Regions from separate parts of the Callithrix jacchus genome. Here region 2 is linked to region 1. Evidence: chromatin contacts called from public Hi-C data. All regions are on one chromosome and are shown on one strand. Each heading gives the region's core, a stretch centred on a gene start, on an enhancer-like site or on the middle of the called end of the contact. The rest is flanking DNA. Distances are from core to core; before and after follow the strand shown. Region 1 overlaps COL4A1 (collagen type IV alpha 1 chain). Region 2 overlaps COL4A2 (collagen type IV alpha 2 chain).

Region 1 (4,851 bases), core at 1,080-3,579:
CAAGCACATGAAAGTGAATATTTTTGTGTAGACTCTTTGAAACTTTGGATAAGTTAATTCACTTGAACTAATAACAGTGAATTATTAATAATAACAGTAATTTATTTATTAAGTACTTAATATGTGAGCGGCATGGTGCCAGATTTGAATTAGTGAGAATTTCAAATCTAGACCGTTTACAAAGAAATTCCATTTTCTTACTTACAAGGTGTAAAATATATACTATAAAATCAAAATGCACAAAAAGTGCTCCTCAGTATACAATACTGAGGGGCTTTAAAAGATAAATGTGAGATTTGTTTAGGTAGCGCATTAAGCGTATTTGAAATTACTTCTCATATTTCTGAGACTAATCAAGTATCTTTGTTCATAAATGTTTTGAATATTCCTGAGAGACAATAGAGTCTAGTTTAGCCTTTCCCAAAATATGGCCATCAGACTATCTTTAGGATGTCCACAGATGTTTCCTCTGGGATGAAAACGGGAAGAGGTTCCAAGGACATGGCGTTTGGGGAAAACTGAGTTCAGGTTAGATGGACATTTGTTTTTTTGGCCTGGGATGTCTCAGAGCCTTTAATAAGAAAGTGTGTCATCTGGACCTTCCGTGGGTGCTGCATCTTGTACAGTTCCCACACGTATTTGACCCCCCTTTTTTCTTTTTCCTTTTTTTTTTTTTTGAGATGGAGTCTCACTTTGTCACTCAGGCTGGAGTGCAGCAGCGTGATCTTGGCTCACTCCATCTCCTGGGTTCAAGCGATTCTCCTGCCTCAGCCCCCCCCAAGGAGTTGGGATTATAGATGTGTGCCATCACACCTGGCTAATTTTTATATTTTTACTAGAGACAGTGTTTCTCACCACGTTGGCCAAGCTGGTTTCGAACCCCTGGCCTCAAGAGATCTACCACCTCGACCTCCCAAAGTGCTGGGATTACAGGCATGAGCCACAGTGCCTGGTCTGACTGTTTTAATTTCTCAAGCCAGGAACAGCCTTTGTGAAAGAGTGGATTGGTGGGTAAAACCCTGATTCTAGTGTGAGCTCCCCCATCTACCCACTGTGTTTCACTAAGTTGTTTTGACCAAGTTATGCTCTGACCAAGAAATTCCCCAGAGTTGCTGAAAGAACTGAATGAAGGATGCTAGGCATAAAAACACTTAAGAAATTGAAAATGTCGTATGCAGGGACTTGTGTGGGTCATGTGAGCAGCAGCTGCATGTTGAAGTTGCGATAAATGTAAGGAAAATGTACTTGTTGGCTCAGTTCTAGACAGATCCATGGACAGAAAGGCATAGACACGGGTCCCTGTCTGGCTAAGTATGTGCAGTCCGCAGATGGAGGCCAGAAAACCGGAGAAATGGACCTGTTCCACCCACGACAGAAGGACTCCCAGGGCCTAAATTAAAGGGACTTAGAATGTTCTGAGAATCTTGGCAGGACCAGTCGGTAGTGTTTCTAGCTTTTGGATGCTTTTGGTGGATGGGAAAATGAGATGGGCTCACTTGGGAGGTCTGCCTGAAGTTTTCATCCAAATGTCTAATCAACGCTGTGGTTTTATCATCCATTTCCGGGATCATTATCCTTTAAAATGTGAAGAACATTACTCTCCTTTTCTTCAATTCCCCAACTTTTCCTAATACCGCTGCGAGCTTTCATTGCCAGCGGCTTTTCCCAGCGTGCGTGTCCTTACAGACGTCCAAACTCCTCCTCCCCTCGGCCAGCCCTGCTTGGTCTAGCTGTGATTGAGAGGGGAACATGCGTGAGATGTCACTTTGTTTTTACCATCTAATGGATCCCAACCCCCTGAAGTATCTGGCTTTGACACTCAGGCGCATCTTCAGGGTCTGAGAGTATCTCCCCTCCCCTCCCGTTAGCGGGTTAAATGGTTTAATGTAATACATTCTTTTCCTTTTCCGTGTTTTGTCTGGCGTTTGCAATGCCAAGACTCTTTTCCAGATGTCCCCTATTTCCTATTTCCACATACTGCACATGAATCATCATCTGGCAGAGGAATCGTGAGAATCCGTGTGATCAGCTTGGGTTCCCACATTCACTTACTTTTGTCTTTTTTGATAGTTTTTTGAAAACAATGAATTAAAAAAAAATACGCCTGACTCCAAGGGTAAAATACCAACAGTGTACCCTAGAAAAGCCACGGGAAGCAGATCCATGCCGAATGGTTTATCTTAATTCTGTACACGAGGCCCGCCCGTCGCTGGCTCCCTTGTGCCTTGGATGTCACTGACAGGCACACGTCCCCTTCCCGAACGCGGAGGGTGACTGTGCATTCCCATTTCCAGCTCTGCTTCCTAGGTCTGCCCATTGTACCATCTGCCCCTTTGCCATGTGCTGTGGGATGGACCTGGTAGACTCAGGAGACACCATCACACAAGCTGACGGCTCTTGATCTGGAGCTCAATGCATCTAGTGCAGCTTTGAAAATAGGGAGCTGATTCTGTTTCCATGTTCAGAAGCAGCAGCAGAAAACCAAGCATCTTGAATGGAAGATCACGTGCCGTGCCGTGAAAGCGCAGAGCACTCTCCGGGAGTACGGGCTGTCTTTGGTGTGGCCCAGCACTGGCAGCCTCCGTCCTGACTATTTATGGGAAAAATGATTTTGTGTAAATATAGTCTTGACAAAACATTGGCTGGCAGGAAAGCAGCTTTCTTTTCAGAGGAGCAAAATGAGAGTGTATATTTTAATTCAAGATCAAAGACTTAACATAAAAGAAACCCTGACAAATGAAAACTGGGCAATTGGATTTTCCTCCTGTTTGCTGGGAGAATACTTTGAGCTTTCAAATATGTTTCTAGACAGCAAGTTATGAGGCTAGATAATTACGTGGTGTGGGTGGGGAGAACTGCACGCTCAAAAATGGTCTCCACGGAACCCCCGTCCTTGTGAAGTGCTTTAGCACAATGTGCAATGAAAGAGAGGAAGAATTAGTCAGAGTTAATGAGCAAACCAGATGACTCTGGGGACGTGGTGCCCCTTTGCCATGTTTTTCTCCTTTTGGCAGATCCATTAAACATGGTAAAATATACTTGACATAGCTTAGCCTTGGTTCATCACATTGTTTTATGAGTTTAATGCTAACTGGCCCCAAATTCAATGGTTCTGGATGTCTTCACATGAGAATCTGACACAGGAAACTAACTGATTCCTGGCTAAGTTCTAAAAAGCTGTAACGAAATCGTTCTTGGGTTAAAGACCCTTGGTGTAGGGTTTTCCCTTTATTAGCTATTTCTTTTTTTTGAGATGGAGTTTCGCTCTTGTTGCCCAGGCTGGAGTGCAATGGCGCGATCTCGGCTCACCACAACCTCCGCCCCCTGGGTTCAGGCAATTCTCCTGCCTCAGCCTCCCGAGTAGCTGGGATTACAGGCACGCGCCACCATGCCCAGCTAATTTTTTGTATTTTTAGTAGAGACGGGGTTTCACCATGTTGACCAGGATGGTCTCGATCTCTTGACCTCGTGATCCACCCGCCTCGGCCTCCCAAAGTGCTGGGATTACAGGCGTGAGCCACCGCGCACGGCCCCTTTATTAGCTATTTCTACAAATAGATGAAGGTAATGAATGATAGATGTGAATTTCTTCTACGTGTCCTGTTAGAGCTCGAGGACTTTGCCAGAGAGTTTTCTGTGGGCGCCCCACTTGGCGTGTTAGGGCCTTAGGTTAGTTTGCCCTCCTTGGTGAGAAACTCACAACCCTAAGACTTCAGTTCCCAGGTCTGTGACATGTGGCCATGTGCTTGATTTTGAGTGGTTTTCCCTAGAAGATCGGTAAAGGAATGACCTCTGTCCACAGTTGATCCAGTAGGTTACTGGACCCGGAGAGTTGGTGTCCTCTCATCCCAGTGGCCCCTTGTCCTGTGAGCTGGGGTGGGCTCCTCCTGTGCTATTGGGCCTGGGTGGTGGCCAGTGGCAGTTGTGGCACCTTCCCTGCAGGTTCCTGATGGAAGATGCTAGCCAGTAATAGCAGGATTGAACCCCCACATGAACACTCTGCTAAGACCTCTGGGTACACAGAGCAGGCACAGCTGCGAGCATGGATGTCCTATGGGCAAAAATTGATCTGTGGGGGGCAGGGAAGGGCTAACCCAATGATCACTCATAGGCCCCAAAAGCTCAGGCAGCCGCTCAGGTGCCGTGGCCCGTGAGTTACGCCTCAGACTCCCTTTCCCTGTTTCTCATCGGGTTTTTCCTGATTTGGAAATGTTGGTGCTTTGAGAAACGTCCATGGACAACTGTGCCTCCTCACCTGCCCCTTCTCACTTCCACGCACAAGAGTCCAGAACATCCAAACATTCCACATTTCTGTGAGTGTGAAACTGTCATGGTTTGTCTCTCTATGGCCCCATGTGGGCTCCCTGATCTCATCCGTATGGTGGGGTCAAGGGCGAGAGGCACTGGTGGACCTTGTTCCTAGACTGGCTGTCTCCTCGCCATGCGGGCTGGAGATGCCGTGTGTGCTTCCGAGTCAGGGCTTTGGGCTGCAGCACCCTGTCTCCACGTTCTTGGAGTCTTGTCGCTGCAATGTCATGAATCATTCTGACCAGGCTGATGAGGGTGAAAGGTGTTAGATTCTGCCTACTGATTGGGAGGAGAGGCTGGCTGCCCTGCCCTGAATCTGAATGTAGAGGCCCTGGGTGAAGGGATGCACCCTGTCCCGCCTGGACCACATACCAGGAGCCCTGGGAGCAGAGGTCCTGGGTGGCTGGAGACGTCTTCACTTCGCCTCTGCGGGTGGAACCTGCATTTCTTCACAGGAGACTGTGGCTCCGCAGATGTCCTGCCTGCCAGGGCCGAGGAGCATACCACAGGGAAACTTCCAGCAAACATGAGAACAGCATGCCG
Region 2 (4,851 bases), core at 874-3,373, 210 kb before region 1:
TGGGTGGGACCCGCAGGCACAGCAAATGGTGAAAAGGCATCTGCCACTGATCTAAAACATCGTGTATGACCTAGAGTTCAGATGGCTCTAAATCTGACCCAGATTCATAATACATTTCTTTTTAAAAATTTCTTCTTCTTATTATTACTTTGAGAGGGAGTTTCACTCTTGTTGCCCAGGATGGAGTGAAATGGTGCGATCTTGGCTCACTGCAGCCTCTGCCTTCTGGGTTCAAGTGATTCTCCTGCCTCAGACTACCGAGTTGCTGGGATTACAGGTGCCTGCTACCACGCCTGGCTAATTTTGTGTATTTTTTTTTTTTTTGAGACGGAGTTTTGCTCTTGTTACCCAGGCTGGAGTGCAATGGCGCGATCTCGGCTCACTGCAATCTCCGCCTCCTGGGTTCAGGCAATTCTCCTGCCTCAGCCTCCTGAGTAGCTGGATTACAGGCACGCGCCACCGTGCCCACCTAATTTTTTGTAATTTTAGTAGAGACGGGGTTTCACCATGTTGACCAGGATGGTCTCGATCTGTTGACCTCGTGATCCACCCACCTCAGCCTCCCAAAGTGCTGGGATTATAGGCTTGAGCCATCGCGCCCGGCCAAGTTTGTGTATTTCTAGTAGAGATGGTGTTTCACCATGTTGGCCAGGCTGATCTCAAACTCCTGAGCTCAAGTGATCCACCCTCCTCGGCCTCCCAAAGTGCTGAGATTACAGGCGTGAGCCACTGTGCCTGGCCCATAATACATTTCTTTTTTTTTTTTTTTAAGAGACGGAGTTTCGCTCTTGTTACCCAGGCTGGAGTGCAATGGCGTGATCTCGGCTCATGGCAACCTCCGCCTCCTGGGTTCAGGCAATTCTCCAGCCTCAGCCTCCCGAGTAGCTGGGATTACAGGCACACGCCACCATGCCCAGCTAATTTTTTGTATTTTTAGTAGAGACGGGGTTTCACCATGTTGACAGGATGGTCTTGATCTGTTGACCTCGTGATCCACCCGCCTCGGCCTCCCAAAATGCTGGGATTACAGGTGTGAGCCACTGTGCCCGGCCCAATACATTTCTTACATAACATTTTTCTCCTAAAGAAACAGCCAAAAATCTGTCCACAGAACTCAAAAGAATAATTGGGTTGTCATTAAACACATATGAAGTGTCACAATGTGGGTCAACCTATAAAAGTATTTAAGTGGACCCTGGGTCACCAAATCCATGACTACATGGAAGAGGGGTATGAGGCTGGACGACACAGAAGCATGGCTGGTGGGGTCAGGTGATGAATGGTTTGAAGGGGAGGAACTAAAAGATGGTTTGCAAAATCGAGAGCCAAGGTAATGACCTGGCTCAAGTATTGTGGACGACCTGGGAGGCAGGACTGTCCACTGCAAATGCAAGAACGGTTTCAGTGCCTTTGCTGAAGATAAGTGTTCTTCCCTGGGGTGCCGAGGCTTCTTGCTTAACCTCTGTGGGACCTCGTGGGCCCAGGGCGGATTGTAGTTCACGTGCCCAACTTACCTTCTGTCCCGGCGATCCTTTTTCACCACTCAAGCCAGGGTAACCCTGGTTCAACAAAAAACAGAAGCAAACAGGTCAGAATATGCAGTAAACATTTCCAGAGGACTGGACTATGGCACCCGACTGTGATTACAGCAACATGCTGACGGACGGACAGAACAAGTCTCAGGTCCAGACTCTGAAGAACAGGGACAAATCACCAAATTCAGTAACAACTATGAATAAATTCTTCTCCCTTTAAAAAGTGGGGGCTGGGGGTTGGAAATAATGACTGTGACAAGAAGTCTCAAAGAAAGCAGAATCCATCCTCATCTCAAAGCTGCCTCACTCTGGAAGGCCTCCGGGCCGATTCCTGAAGGAATGAATCATTGTAGCAATCCTTTCCTACCACTTAAAGGAATACAGAGAAATCTACAGAGATAGTACAATAAAAAGCTAGACATATAAAAAGGCTGGTACTCTAATGTTCTACTGTCTCTCTTTCTCTATTCTTATTTCTGGAGAATGTAAAATATGGTCTTTTGAGGGGTAGCAACTGCCAGATAGTCACCAAAACTCCGCTTCCTCTTCCTGGGCCCAGGGCTCTGACCACCTGTCCCAGCCCACAGCTAGGTGTAGCTGAGTGAGGCGGTGGGGTCAGTCTAGGCTGGGCTCAGAAGGTGAGGTCTGCCTCTCGGGTGGCTGAATTGCCATGGGCAGGGATTTCTTCCCACCCCTTAGCAACTAGGACTCCTGGGGCAGCGGGAAATCAATGTGTGTTTGAGATTCTCTACATTTCTGGTTACCGCAGACTAACTGAGTGAAACACACAAGCAGGAAGGTTTTGTGCCTTACTCGAGGCTCCTCCGCTGGGAGGACCATGTCCGTGCACCTGCTGCTGGGTGAAGAGGGAGTGTCAGGTGGTTGATAGATTGTAGCTAGTGCAGCTGCCAGGGCTAGATGTTCATGGTGGGGTGTGTGTGTGTGTGTGTGTGTGTGTAATCATGGAAATCTCTGTACTTTCTGCTCAATTTTGCTGTGAACCTGAAATAACTTTAAAAAGGAAAGTCTATATAAAAAACCAAACGAAACCAACAACTGCACTTATAAAAGGCACGTTTACCCTTGGTCCAGGAAAGCCCATGATTCCTTCTTCTCCCTTCAAGGAAATGCCCTAGGAGAGAACAGAGAGGGCATAAGGAGCAGCCCAGGTGTGGCCCTCCGGCCAGCAGGCCCACGTATCATCCTCTGCTCCAGGACTGTGTTCTCAGCCCTGATGGTGTCCAGACCTCCTGGCAGTGCTAGACCCAGGCACAGTGCAGGGTGTGGTCCTAGGAGGCCTGCCAGCCTTCCGGGCTGTCACCCAGCCAGGACTGCATGTGTCATGTCATGTGGTAAGTGACCACGAGGGAGAGCTGCAGTGCTGAGGACAGGCAGTGACAAAGGTGGCAGAGAGCAGACCCAGGTGGCGCCCGAACAGAAGCCATGCTCCTCCCCCATCTTCATGCTCCCTTCTCGAACCTCAGAGGATAATTAGCCAGTGTTAAAGATGCCAAGAGAAAAATTCTAGAACTGGCTTCTGAAAATAAAGTGTACAAATGCAGGCTAATACTGTCCTGCTGTAGACAAGGGGTTGAGAGTCTGATGGTGTGCAGGCCCTGAGTCCACGGGGCACCTGTCACGCTGGGCAGAGCGCCCGGAACCCACGAGCCACGGGGAAGGGGAGCATGCTCATCACCCAACTTACTTTTATTCCCGGTTCGCCCTCGCTGCCTTTTTCACCCTGTAAAGAATACGAAAAATGAGAAACACTTATTGAGGATGGTAACAGGTGAAAATCAATCGGGGTTCATGACACGAGCTGAAAATACTGAATCAACCCTCAATCACTGTAAATCAACTGCAACACATGACTCTTAAATTTTGTAGCTTCAAAATTCAAGGGAAAAGATGTGTTATTTCTTCTAGATTTTCCCAAGGTGAATTAATTCATGTATTCCTCTTGGTACAAGTTAAAGTCCATCTTTCCTTCTGTGTTTTCCTTTACCCCTCCATCCCCCACAGTTCCAGGCAGATGTTTACATTTTGTGGGAGAACGTGCCCAAGGAAAAGCCTTAATGAAAATACTCTTTGGAAGAAAACATTCCCAGGAGGTCCTCTGAGGAAAAGGTACATATTAAAACATGGAACATATTAAAACTTGAAGCAAAAGCTGTCGAAAGCCATGTCAATATCATAGATGAAAATCACGGTCTGCGTTTTTCCCACTTCTCTTTGTCTAAAATGGTAAAAGAAACAGCAACTGTTGGGTCCTCTGTCCCCATCATTCCTGGAGGGTACCCTGGATTCCTATAGCTCACGACTGCCCCTGCAGGCTGGCCCTGCCCCAGCCCTGATCCCACCCTTGCTGGGGTTGTAGAAAAGGTGGGGAACCTGCCTCGGAGGCTTGAGCACCTCCACGTGGATCACACCTGCGCTGGGCTCCCGTCCTCAAGCTGGACAGAGGCCTTCCCTGCTGCCTCCCAGGACGCTTTTGTCAACGGTCACTTGTAACTCAGGCCACAGCCACCTGGGTTGATTTCCCCGCCAAGGCAGTTGTCCTGCTTGCTAAATCCCCCCAGGACCCAGGACCCAGGACCCAGGACCCAGGACCCAGGACCCAGGACCCAGGACCCAGGACCCAAGCCCCACGCTGACAGATGCTCAAATGCTGGGAATCGGATTCTATTTGGAAAGATAAGTCTCCACCTTTGGGGTTTCGGTTTAGTTCCCAGCTGTTCTGTGTGCCCAACATGGTACTGAGTGTTTCACACAGTCACCTGCAACCTCCTCACCAGCTCCAGGTCAGTGTCACTATCCCCACTTGACAAGGGGAGCAGGAAGCCCTAGAACGGCTGTGGGATCTCCCTGAGCAAGTGGGCGGTACAACAGCATTCGAACCCAGGCAGGATGGATGGTAATTCCTATTTCAGACTCAGAGTATGATTTCAATCAACAAAATGTTAATGGAATGATTCAGAAATTGTCAAAAACTGACTTTGAGCCCCCAAAAGGTGCTTCCTGTCAGCAGAGAAGTAGGTTGTATTTTGCTGAACACACTTTGCTAGACAGTTCCACGATTCTGGCTTTGAATCACGGTATGACCATTAGCCTCCATCTACACTGAACGCAGGGACAGATGTGAGGTTTTTTAAAAAATGAATTCTCACGTTGCTTCGGGTTCGTCGCATTTGTTTGAGATGAGGGATGGATGAAGTGATGCACCGTGAATCTAGTAACCGCCTGGAAGCACTGAGAACATTCTGGGAGGACCAGGTCATGTTTTCATGCAAAATTTGCCAAGCTGGTGGTGAGGTTT

The links. Hi-C and Micro-C count contacts between places; a contact is called where the count stands out from the background.
Region 2: a contact with region 1 is called in a Hi-C map of skeletal muscle, with 4 times the contacts expected there. The contact joins two enhancer-like sites. A contact is called at or near these places in 2 of 3 Hi-C or Micro-C datasets (both in skeletal muscle).

Annotation. Positions count from the first base shown.
Region 1 is chr1:25,806,384-25,811,234 of calJac240_pri, reverse strand. The region is part of intron 2 of COL4A1 (collagen type IV alpha 1 chain); the gene reads left to right. Among named protein-coding and RNA genes, the nearest start is that of COL4A1, 72 kb to the left of the region's middle. Within about 2 kb of position 2,329, at least 3 of the 16 cell types and tissues checked have an H3K27ac peak or open chromatin away from gene starts, as enhancers often do. A contact at or near this core is called in skeletal muscle, where this site is marked.
Region 2 is chr1:26,014,048-26,018,898 of calJac240_pri, reverse strand. It overlaps COL4A2 (collagen type IV alpha 2 chain), which reads right to left. Exons shown (of 48, transcript XM_035293939.3): 14 at 3,241-3,276; 15 at 2,617-2,667; 16 at 1,515-1,559. Among named protein-coding and RNA genes, the nearest start is that of RAB20, 120 kb to the left of the region's middle. Within about 2 kb of position 2,123, at least 2 of the 16 cell types and tissues checked have an H3K27ac peak or open chromatin away from gene starts, as enhancers often do. A contact at or near this core is called in skeletal muscle, where this site is marked.